Regions from separate parts of the Rattus norvegicus genome. Here region 2 is linked to region 1. The links are chromatin contacts, called in public Hi-C maps. All regions are on one chromosome and are shown on one strand. Each heading gives the region's core, a stretch centred on a gene start, on an enhancer-like site or on the middle of the called end of the contact. The rest is flanking DNA. Distances are from core to core; before and after follow the strand shown.

Region 1 (5,843 bases), core at 1,722-4,221:
GGTTCACTTGGCTCCGAGCAACTGTGAACCTGGACGTCACATGTCAGTCTTAGGACAGTCGCTGTGTACAGCAGTGAGCTCTGTGCACAGGCGGAGGCTGGAAGGAAACCCAGGCAGATTCAAGAGCCATGAAATGGGAAATGGTATGGGGCAGAAATATTAAAGTAGCCTGAGTGCGAAAAATGAACGCAGTCATAATTCCAAAAGAAAAATGGGCTCTGCTCAATGGATCTCCCATGGCAGAGCCACAAGGCCTCTCTCTAACAAGGCCACGCTAGGAACTGGTGGAGAGGAAAAGTGCAAAGAGAAGAAAAGAGTCTCTCTCTCTCTCATGTCTCAGCACTGGGCTTCCTCAAGTCCCAGAGCCCTCAGATCCCTGTCCTAAATCAACTGTAGACTTCCTGCTAAGGGAGACATTTTATGACACCTGAAAAGTGGGGCGGCAGTGTACACACCACACATAGTCTGAATATAACTTAAAGTTTCAGGATCCCAAAACAGATGTATCATAACAACTGCTAGCTAAATCTAATCACACATTTCATACTCTCAAAGTGCTCTGATATCTAACAGAGTAAACAGTCAGATAATAAAAGAAGAAAATATGGTCAAGTGTGGTGTCTTTAATCATTTAATCCAAGCACTGGGGAGGCAGAGGAAGCCAGATCTCTGTGAGTCTGAGAGCAGCATGGTCTACGTACACAGTGAGTTTCAGTTCGGAGGAGAGAAGGAACAAAGAGAATATGAAGCTGGGCATGATGGTATGTGCTTGAGACCCTAGCACGAGCTCAAGGATGCCACTCTGATTTAAACAGAAACACCCTATATCAAAAACAAAATTAAACTTAAAAAGGCAGCAGCAGCAGAAGGAGAAGGAAGGAGGAGGAGGACTAGGAAGAGAAAGAGGAGGAGGGGACAAGATGAGATGGGAAGGTTGGCCAGTATGCTAGCATGAGCTTTTAATCACAGAATTCGGTGAGTTTGAGGCCAGCCTGGTCTACACAGCTTGTTCCAGGATAGCCAGAGCTACATAAAGGGAACCTGTCTCAATAAATTAAAATAAATTTAAAATCATGTAAAATGTTTTAAAAACTACCTTTGAAAAGTAAGTACCTCACGCTGGCCTTTTTACGAACAGGGAGGCTAAGGCGGGAGGAAGCATGTGGGCTGTGGTGGCCCACATCGTTCACCACAGCACTCAGAGGCATCTCTGAGCTCTATCTGTGAGTGTGATGTCAGTGTGGTCTACACAACAAGTTCCAGGACAGCCAGGACTGCAGAGTGAAACCCAGCCTCAAAATCCTAAAGTTAGAAGCACAAATCTGTTAATCTTAGCTTTCTAACTATAAGGATCTAAAACTGACTTTAATAATTTGGAGCAAAATGCTTAGTATTTTACTGAGTATCTCCTGTGCCAAATGACAGGATAAGAGCACCTCTTTGGGAATTTAAACACACTCCTTATTTTTAGTACTGAAATGTCCTTGCAAACATGGCTGCACTGAAATGTGCAGTGACTGGACACTTCCAGAATAAATTGTTTCCAAACCACTACATGTAAGAGAAGGTATTTTATTTTATACTTCATTTTTTTTATCTTATTTTATTCACATGGGTACTGTGCTTGCATATATGACTAGATATCACGTGTATGCCTGGTAGCTGCAGACAGGCCAGGAGAGGAGGTCTGATCCCCTCCGACTCAAGCTGCAGACAGTTGTGAGTAGTCGTCTAGGCATAAGGAATTGGCTCCAGTCCTCTGGAGGAACAGCCAGTTCTCTTAACCATTGAGCCATCTCCCCAGACCCCTGAAAGAAATGTTATTTTATTTTATTCAAGGAAGGGTCTTTCTATAGCCCTGTCTTGGAATCTACTATGTAGACCAGGCAAGCCTTAACTGCACAGAGATGCACCGGCCTCTGCCTCCCAAGTCCTGGGATTAAAAGGCTTGAAACACATTGCCTGGCCAAGAAATTTAAAATCAAAATCTGAAACAAACAAACAAAAAGTAAATTGAATAATTGATGGTGTCTTCTAGTACCGTTAGAAGCTACATCCATAAACTCTCACCAACATGACTGCCCAAACATGAGCTAAACAAGGACCCCACCAATGACATGTCAAAGTGGACAGAGAAAAGTCCAGGAAACCTCAACCCTACACAAAAAACTATGGCAACTGAGAAAAGCTGGGAGCAGGAGAGTTGTCCCTACCTAGGAAAGAGCACGCTGATTGCCTGTCCAGTGACATATGAGAGGTTTTAGAGCAGTGATTTTCAACCTTCCTAATGCTGTGACCCTTTAATACTTTTCCTCATGTTGTGGTGATCACCAAGCATAAAATTATTATTGTTGCTCTTTCATAACTGTTATTTGTCACAATGTAAATGTTTTTTAGAGACAGAGGGTTGCCAAAGGGGTCATGAACCATAGGTAGTGAACATTGGTTGGGAGTGAAGAGAAGGAAAGGGAAGGAAAAGGTGTTACATTGTATTATAATATCAAAATCTAAAAAGAAAAGGACCGGATGAAGATCACAGTGGTGGCTCCTGCATGCAAACCCAGAACCCAAGAGGCTGAGAAGCACCTGGTCTGAAGCCAGCCTGATACAGAGTGAGAGCATACCTCAGACAGAAAGATGAGGAAGAAAACACAAAGAAAGGAAGGATACTAACTCCAAGTATTTTCCGTCTCCTTTTTCTGCATTCATAATAAGAAGGACAGCTCTAACTAAACTATATGGATAGTATTGGGGTTGTTACCAAGGTAAGAATTTCAAAGACGATACAACTCAGAATTATTTACAGTTTAATAAGAAAACTCTTCATTGTGTAACTGGGGCTTTCTTGTTTATTTTGTGATGTTTAGCAGCAGCCCTGGTGTCCACTAGATGCCAGTAGTGCCACATACTGAGCCACGGCCATCAAAAATGTCTTCAGACATTGCTAAATGTCTCCCAAGGGACAAAACTGCCCTCCCTCTGAGACCACACTATTCAAGTGAGATCATCTGACATCCAATGTTTGCCTTCATGGTCTCCCAGCTGCCTTGCAAGTGTCTTGTCTCTTGTCCAGTTTTACTTGTTTGTTCTATGTCTCCTGACTCATCTTGCAGACAATTTATAATGCTAAGTATATGATATGAGAAGTAGCTCCCGGGCAACAGCCCACAGGAGCATCAACACATGCAGTGTCTCCAAGCCAGAGAAAGCTGACTGCAGGCAGAAAGACTCCATTGTATTAAAGTCACACAAAAAACAATTCCCAAAGACAGCAGGACAATAGCCCCTTGTTCCTCAGCTAAAGATCCACATAAAATCTTCTTTCTCACAAGAGCAGCTTACAAGAGCAGCTCGTCTTTGCCTCAAAGCAGAGAATGCTCTCACTGGCAACAGTACACAATCTGAACCTTCAGGGAAAAGGAGCAGCGGCAATACTAAGAAAAACTAGTACCCTGCCAAGAGACAAATCCAAACGCCAAGGTCTGCTTTTGGTCTCAAAATGATTTACCAATAAATGTATTCTGGAAACTGCTGTTGATAGTCTGTTGTCCACTGCATGACCAATAGGAATGTCCTATTTTAATAGGCTAACAAGGAAATGCTATTTTTCACTATTAAAAAGATAAAATCTTGCCTGGTGTAATCCCAGCTACTTGGGAGGCCGAGGCCAGGGGGTTGCCAATTTTAAGACCAATTAGGGGAATCACACATCACTCAAAAAGTAAAACAAAATAAGGCAAAAATTTACTGGAGTTTTGGACTACTTAAATTCTGATTATAATTTCCTATTAAAAGATCACAAATGTGGTGCTGGATGTGTGTCTTTAATCCCACTACTAGGAAGGCAGAGGCAGGTAGATCTCAGAATTCAAGGCCAGTCTGGTCTACACAGTTAGTTTCAAGCCAGCTAAAGCTTTATGAGACTATCTCAAAACAAATAAACAGCAATGACAAAACCCCAAACCACAGAAACAGAAATAAAAAATCATGAGCTGGGGCTGTCAGGATGGCTCAGCAGTTAAACGTACTTGTTATTCTTCCAGAGATCTGGATTCGATTCCCAACACCTGAATGGAGATTCACAACCATCTGTAACTCTAGGTCCAGGGGACCTGATGTCATCTTCTGGCTTCCAAGGGCACCAAGTATGCATACATGCTCACATGCACACACACACACACACACACAAGCAAAACACTCATATGATACAGTAAAATTAAAACTAAAACAATTTTTACAAAAACATCATGAATTAAGGGTCCAAAGAAATAAATCACTGTCTCCTATAATTTGCCAATGTAATACAGACTTACCATCTAGGATTTCTTCAGAAAATCCAGTTTTCTCAAAATCAGTGGTATTCTGACTGTATAAACCAAACAGAAGGTAATTTGCCAGCTCTCTACAGCCTTCGTTGTACCTGCTGTCAATTCCTGCAAAGCAAAGAAGCCTGTGACTCGCTGTCCTGCACCGTGGAATACAGAAAGTGCCAACGATTTGCCCGTTTAGTAAAGCCTTGATGGTCAAACCAGTTTTGTGCTAAAACTAAATGAACAACCCCTTGTGTGAGAAACAGGCTGAGGCATACGGTACCTTCCTTGGATCTCAAGACCTACACAGGTCAAAGAATTAAGCAACAAGGGGCTGGGGATTTAGCTCAGTGGTAGAGCGCTTACCTAGGAAGCGCAAGGCCCTGGGTTCGGTCCCCAGCTCCGAAAAAAAGAACCAAAAAAAAAAAAAAAAAAAAGAATTAAGCAACAAGATTACTAATGCTGAAAAGCATTTTTTTCTTTCAGGTTTTACTTTACATGTGTGGGTGTTTAAATTCCATGTATATGTATATCATGTGTGTCTGGTACCAAAGGAGGCCAGAAGAGCACCCTCCATGATCTAGGGGATCTGATACCCTGGAATTAGAGTTACAGATGGTTATGAGTCACCATGTGGGTGCTCTTATCTACGGAACCACCTCCAGCCGACATGTGCAATTCTTAAGGGCAGAAAGAACCAGAACATATGGTCTTCTATGGATCTACAGATCTTGGAACATTTTGTTAGCTGAAGAATAGATCTCAAAGAGATCTCTATGGAAAATATGTACAAATAAAAACAAGTTAAGGTGATTTGAAAAAGAAGAGGACAAGTGGATAGACTAACACACACTGAGCCTTCCCAAGTGTCGGAAGCAAAGCTTAGCACTGCACTGTAAGGTATGGTGCGGAGGTATACACCCCTGCAGACGACCTTCACTAAGGTCAGTCTAGAAAGGCGGAACCAGAGACAAAAGGAAATTAAATGACACTGTCTTCACTTCTGTCTCTCAGTGACTTCGCATCCTAGGACTACAGCTGTTGGCAGGATGGGAGGATCAGAGTCAAGCAGCTATTCTCCATGTGGTTTGAAAAGAAAGGGTTGTAGCTGGGCACAGTGGCGCAGGGCTTTACTACCAGAACTAAAGAGGCAGAAGCCAGCATGGTCTACAGAGTAAGTGTCAGGACAGTCAAAGGCAGGCAGGAGCCTGTGGTAGGAGCTCCCTCTTTATCTCACTGACACCCTCTTAATATTCACCCTCAGTAAGATGGATCAGATGTCACAGGAATGAGAACTGGGAAGATTCTAGCCTTTAACGTACCTTACACGATAGCATTACTAGCATCTTCCTGAGATCAAGACTACAAACTCATAAGAAAGCACTGACCTAGGATGCAGAGAATCCCGTCAGGTTGAGACTTGCTGCTCTGGGTCAGGACACTTTGAACCTGGCGCAGTCGGCTGCAGCTGAAACAGAACAACAGAGTTTCTTGAGTGAGGAAGTGTGAGAGTCTGAAAAGGTACACACTAGA
Region 2 (5,573 bases), core at 2,984-5,483, 220 kb after region 1:
CATATTCCTTGCCTATGGCTGCATCACTGCGAGCTCTGCCTGTCCTTGAACTACTTCTCTCCGCACTGGTTTCATAGAGGAAACATGAGAGTGTGTTTAGGGCCTGCTTGGGTGACCTCCTCAAGATCTATAATGTAAACACACCTTTACTGTATGAAGTGACTCTTCCGCCCCACTTGCCAGCACCCAGGACAGTGACCACCACCAACTGTGGAACTGGACTATTTATTTCCACCTCATCTTCCTACTAGCTTTGGAAGGCTTATAGCCACGCTTCCTATCCAGAACTGTATTTTTATTTAGAATCATTCCCACTTTTAAAAATGTCTCTGTGGTTAAGAGCATTGCAGAGGGCCTGGGTTCAATGCCCAGGACCCACATCAAATGGCCCACAGCCTCCTGGTCTCTGTGGGCACCTGCAAACATATGGTATATATGTATACTCAGGCACACACATGAACTTTAATGTCTACATTTTAGGCTAAATATCAAAGTCAGACGAGCAGTGGAGTTGAGCACACTCATGTAAGGAAATCATCAGGCAGACCCTGCATCCTGCGCTGGAGCCACTTTGTAGTTGTGGTAAGCAGGGCAGAGTGATGCTGTCATTACTCTCTGGCTCCAACACTCTGCCTGTCCCCATCAGGAGTGCACAGGTGACCATTTCCATACAGGTGAAGGGAATTCTCTTTGTGAAATGGGAAGTTTGGTCCCAGCTTCACTCTCACTCTGCCCAATACCTCCTTTGAGAAACCATCCCCCCTATACCAGGTGACCTGCTGGCTGAGACTCGTCTCAGCAAAAGGCCCATGACTCACACTGGGCCATCAGCTTATTCATCCACGAGTGCTGGTCGGGAAGGATGCCTTCCTCCTAGCGACCTCTGCTGAGATAGATGCTAAGAGAGTATGAAGCCCCAGCATGGTGGCATGCCCACCTACCTACCCTTCAGTGGGGCCCTGTCTACACCATAGAGACAGACACCATAGGGACAGATGTGCCTGAGCCAGTTTGCTCAGGCCATTTCCCCGATCCAGCTCGACCTCTCAGAGCTCTCTGATAAGCCAGTAGACCCCATCTTTGAGTCTGCAAAGGAACTGCAGCACATGCACTCAGTCTCGGCTGCTGGCTGCTGTTCGAGATGGGTATATTTACTCTCCAGTATTCAGACTCAGGAGTAGTTCTGGAGTGCCCAAGGCCACCCGGGTCTCCACATTTCTAGGTCAGATGACAGAAAGCCAGGCTGGTCTCAGTGCACATGGGTTTATTGAGCTGCTGTGCCACTGCAGGTGCTGGGAGAGTCTGGGAGGCCAGTGGGATGTCCAGCAGGAGGGACCTGAATCTCTCTCTTTAATCCCTACACAGCGCCATGTCATAGGTGACAAGCAAGGTCAGCGCTGGCCCTGGGGCATGGGTATTTAGACTGCAGTCTGTCAGTCTGTTCATATGATCACCTTAGTGCCATGTCTTCTTGGAAAAGAACACTACCCAATTCTAAGAGCAGGAGGCTAGTCTCTGTTCTGCTCTGTAAGCCCAAGGGGCCCAATGAGGCCCTGTCTACAGGTGCTAAATATCATCTACCATCATCTCAAGGATGGTGAAGAAAACAGGTGAGATGCCTACTAACAGGGGAACCTAACAGTCGGGCCCTAGCCTCCAGCTCCCAGTCCAGGAGACAGCCATGCAGGGGTCCAGAACTGCAAAGGACAGCAGACCTGAGGGCAAGGGAGTTTCAGTTCAGTGAGCATAATCCAGAGACATGGCAGTCAGCTGTGTTGTCCATGGTTCACCTTCCTAATTAGAGCAGGGCCTGGAGAGCCAGGGCAGTGAGTATGGACATCGAGGACACCTTGGGACAAAACGGGGACCGTTTCTGCCTCCATCTCTTCTCAGGCCACTCAGGCCTCCACCTTGGCCTGCCTGAGAAGGGTAAATACAGAAGGGAACGATGAGAAACTGCCAACTCCACATCCTCTCCCCATACCTACCCGCAGGAAACAGCACCCAGCATTCTGGTAGGGGTTCCACTGGTCCTGCAGAACTGATGGTTGCGAGCTGTCAAAGGCTTGTATGGCACCATCTATGGAGTGGAGAGATCCAGAGAAGGTTTGGCCAGGAAACCCTAGAAACAGCTCCACTCCCTTGAGACAAAATGAGACACCCCCTGGAATCTGCAAGGCACGGCCTGAGATGGAAGGTCACTGTGCTAAGAGTGAGGTTGACAAGTGCACACCCCGCCCTTACAGGTGAACACAATTAGGATTAATAAGAGTTTAACTCTCGGCTACGAAGTGGCAGAGACAGGCTTCAAACCGGGCCCCCAGAAATCTGGAACAACGCTATTTCATCCCGAGGCAAGAACAGCAGCGTTAAATTGGGAACACATGGAGGAAAAGACCTCAGTAGTGCCAAAGGGAGCCTTGGCCAACTCCAGGTCATTGGACATGTTTTAACTCATCCTTTCTAGCCCTAAGAGATTCTTGACATCTCTCGAATTCTCTAGTGATCGGCTATCTGGTCTCTGGAAACCTCAGTTTCTTTCCATCAAAAATGTGCTCACATCAGCCAGCAAGATGGCTCAGCAGGCAAAGGCACTTGCCACCAAAACTGATGAGCCCAGTGCTATCCCGGGGACCCACGTGGTAGAAAGAGACTGACAAGTTGTCCTCTGACTTCCACCCATGCACCATGGCACGTGCACACTGTCCATCACCCACACCAAATACGACACGACGAAAACATTTTAAGGGTCCCCACAGGCCAGGCAGCCTAGACTGGGCCATAGACGTCCTTGGTTGCCCGGGCTCTCCAGCCCCCTCACCCAAGCAGGGGTTCCTTGTAAAAAGCTTGCGGAAGGCTTCGCACTCTTCGCGCCGGTTTCCGCTGGCCTCACAGCCGCACCAGGGCGCAACGCGCGCGCTCACGTTGTCCAGGTAGTTGGGGGTGACCACGGTGCCTGCAGGGACCCCCAGGACCTGTGACGGGCCCCCGGAATCTGCCTCCGCCGCCCCGCCCGCCAGAGGCCGCCCAGCGTACCTACAAGGCCTGCGTAGGCGCGCAGACACCGCGGGCCCCCCTCCTCCGGACAGCCGTCGCGGGAGCCGGGCGCGGGAGCGCATGAGGCCTGGAAGGCAAAGAGACGGGGCCTGCGCGCGCCCGGACGCCGGTGAGCGGCCCAGCCCGCCCCGCACGCACCGGCACCGGCGGCTTCGCTCGCAGCGGTCCAAGGGCTTCAGGCAGGAAGGTGGCGCCAGCTGGGGGCCGGAGAACGCGCAGGCGGGCGCGAATGTCTGGCGCCGGCGCTCGGCGCACGCGGGGCCTTCGCATCCGCAGAAGAGCAGCGCGTGCGTGAGCGCCGGAGGCCCGCGGGCGAAGAAGCGGCGCAGGGCACGGCGGCAGCGGGAGCGCACGCAGCTCCCGGGTCCCCGCCAGCCCGCCCGGCCCAGGCATTGCGCCACGTACTCGGAGCGCAGCTGCTGGCACTGCTCGTCTGCTGTGCACGCCTCGGCTGCTTCCACGCAGCGATTCCCCTCAGTGGAGCTCGCTGACCCTGGTGAGGGGAGGGCAGGCTGCAGCCCTCTGTGCTTGGTTCTCCACATTCCACACCCCGGAATTTGGCGGGGGCTGGGGGCAGATACCCAAACCCAAGGGGAGAGAGTGTGGCCCATAGGCGTGACCCGTTTTTCCTGAGGAAGCGGGCATGGGCAGGTCCTAGGGATATCCACCCAGGTCGTGAATGGAGGCAGTACTCGGAGGTTCCCCAGAAGCTCAGGTTCAGCCTCCACCACCATCTCCAGAACTGGCACATGCATCACAGAGCGTCTACTGGACCCCTTCCATCCTCCCCAGCTTCACCTGACAGGACACTGAGGCTTAATGGCAGACCATAGGACTTCGCCCTGAGACAGACCTGGACGTTTACCAGTAGTTTCAGTGAAGATGTAGATAAGTCACAGATGAAAAGCCATTCAGGGGAAAATAGAATGCCTGACCTTGGGAGAGTAGCATCAGTAAACCCGGCAGCTATGTCTGAACTTGGCACTGGACATATGCAAATCCAGCCAAGTCACCAAATTCAGGTTTATAGTACTTCCTTTCCCACCTCCTTACCTCTCTGGCATCCAAGACTCCATAAAACTGCCTGGCCTGGCCTCTCATTCAGCACCCGTAAATACGCTCCACTCAACATAGCATGTCTCAGCTCTTAGGTCTCCTCTGCCTTAAAGCTTACCAGTATCCATTCTCTACACCACACCCCACAGAGCAATCCTTTCCTGTGATCCCCCTGGTGGAGAAGAGGCAGTGCTGGGAGGCAGAACATCAGCTGTGGGACTCAAAACTCCCAAGAGCCGGAGCTTCTGAGGAGCACATTGAGGGCAGGGGAGGGGGAGAGGAAAAAGAAAGTTCCTGGGGCACGGATAGTAAGGCTAGATTTGTGAAGGGTGGCTCAGCTGAACCCAAAGATGGGGTGCACGGCACTGTACAGCAGGGGCACATTGATACCGGTGTCACTCTTGCAATCTCACTTTGTGCCTGAGGAGCAGGGTCAGAGAGGGCAGGGGCCAGGGAGGAGACAGGTTCTCACCCAGCAGCAGCAGCAGCAGCAACAGCAGCAGTGCAGACTCCAAGCAGCAGGCCATACCGATTGGCAGAGGCCCAGTCGGACTGGTGCTTCTTCCTTGAACCTGCTAAGCCTGGAGGGTAGCGGGCACCTGCCGGCAGGTGTGCTCCTGGCCTCTGAGAGGAAGTAACATCCTGCTCTCTTCACTCTGTCCCCACCCCTAGACAGCACCTTCAGGTAGATCCAAAGCCACTAAGCCAGGGCCTGGAATTAACCCGATAGATTCAGAGTGCTGGACTGCTTTTTGTACACGAGCAGTCGGCTCCTAGTGGGAACGGGTCCTCGTGGGAGGGGGGAGGGGGAGCTTCATGAGACTCAAAAATTAAGCAAGAATTAACCTTACAGGTCCAGAAAATCGGAAACATGTGAGATTCACAAGGCCCCTTCTCAAGGTTATAGACAACCCCTGAAAGAAGACATTCGGGCAGGCACTGCCAGTCCTGCGGGGAGCACTAGGGTCACCCCCAATGGTTCGGTGGGTGTTTTGATGACAATCATGCCCCTGTAAGTAATCCCAATAAACTCAAATAAATAGTTAAGTAAAATTAATAATAAAAAACAAATCCCCCAAAATAAATATTTGCCAAGTTGGACTTTGATGGATTTATGTCTCTGGCCCATTGTCAGTTGCCTATCTGAAATGAAGAGGCATGCATGTTGTATCTCCTTAGGAAGACACACACACACACACACACACACACACACACACACACACACACACACCCCGACTGCATACAACTCCAGGAAATCAATTGTTCCTCTTCCTTCTTAATAACTTTATTGTCAGTTTTTTGTTTACTGGTTTTACACGTGTAGAAAAGTTGTAGAGACATTGGTGCTACACACACACACACACACACACACACACACACACACACACACACCATCCCCAGCTTCTAAACTCAGCTCTCTGACATAGCAAAGCACAAGGATCTACACTTGGGAAGGAATA

The links. A called contact is a pair of places that touch in the nucleus more often than the background predicts.
Region 2: a Hi-C map of the A7r5 cell line shows a contact between it and region 1, with 6 times the contacts expected there. The contact joins the promoter of Gfra4 here to the enhancer-like site in region 1. A contact is called at or near these places in 3 of 12 Hi-C or Micro-C datasets (the A7r5 cell line, Schwann cells and mammary epithelial cells) and 1 of 1 datasets of contacts at active chromatin or transcription factors (oligodendrocytes).

Annotation. Positions count from the first base shown.
Region 1 is chr3:138,483,975-138,489,817 of GRCr8, forward strand. Dnaaf9 (dynein axonemal assembly factor 9) reads right to left here. Exons shown (of 37, transcript NM_001109206.1): 2 at 5,699-5,778; 3 at 4,314-4,433. Among named protein-coding and RNA genes, the nearest start is that of Dnaaf9, 19 kb to the right of the region's middle. Within about 2 kb of position 2,972, at least 60 of the 93 cell types and tissues checked have an H3K27ac peak or open chromatin away from gene starts, as enhancers often do. A contact at or near this core is called in the A7r5 cell line and Schwann cells, where this site is marked.
Region 2 is chr3:138,706,723-138,712,295 of GRCr8, forward strand. It overlaps Gfra4 (GDNF family receptor alpha 4), which reads right to left and starts at 4,234. Exons shown (of 6, transcript NM_001395069.1): 1 at 4,111-4,234; 2 at 3,196-3,550; 3 at 3,037-3,146; 4 at 2,822-2,956; 5 at 1,989-2,080; 6 at 1,248-1,849. The coding sequence starts at 4,189. The coding sequence ends at 1,799.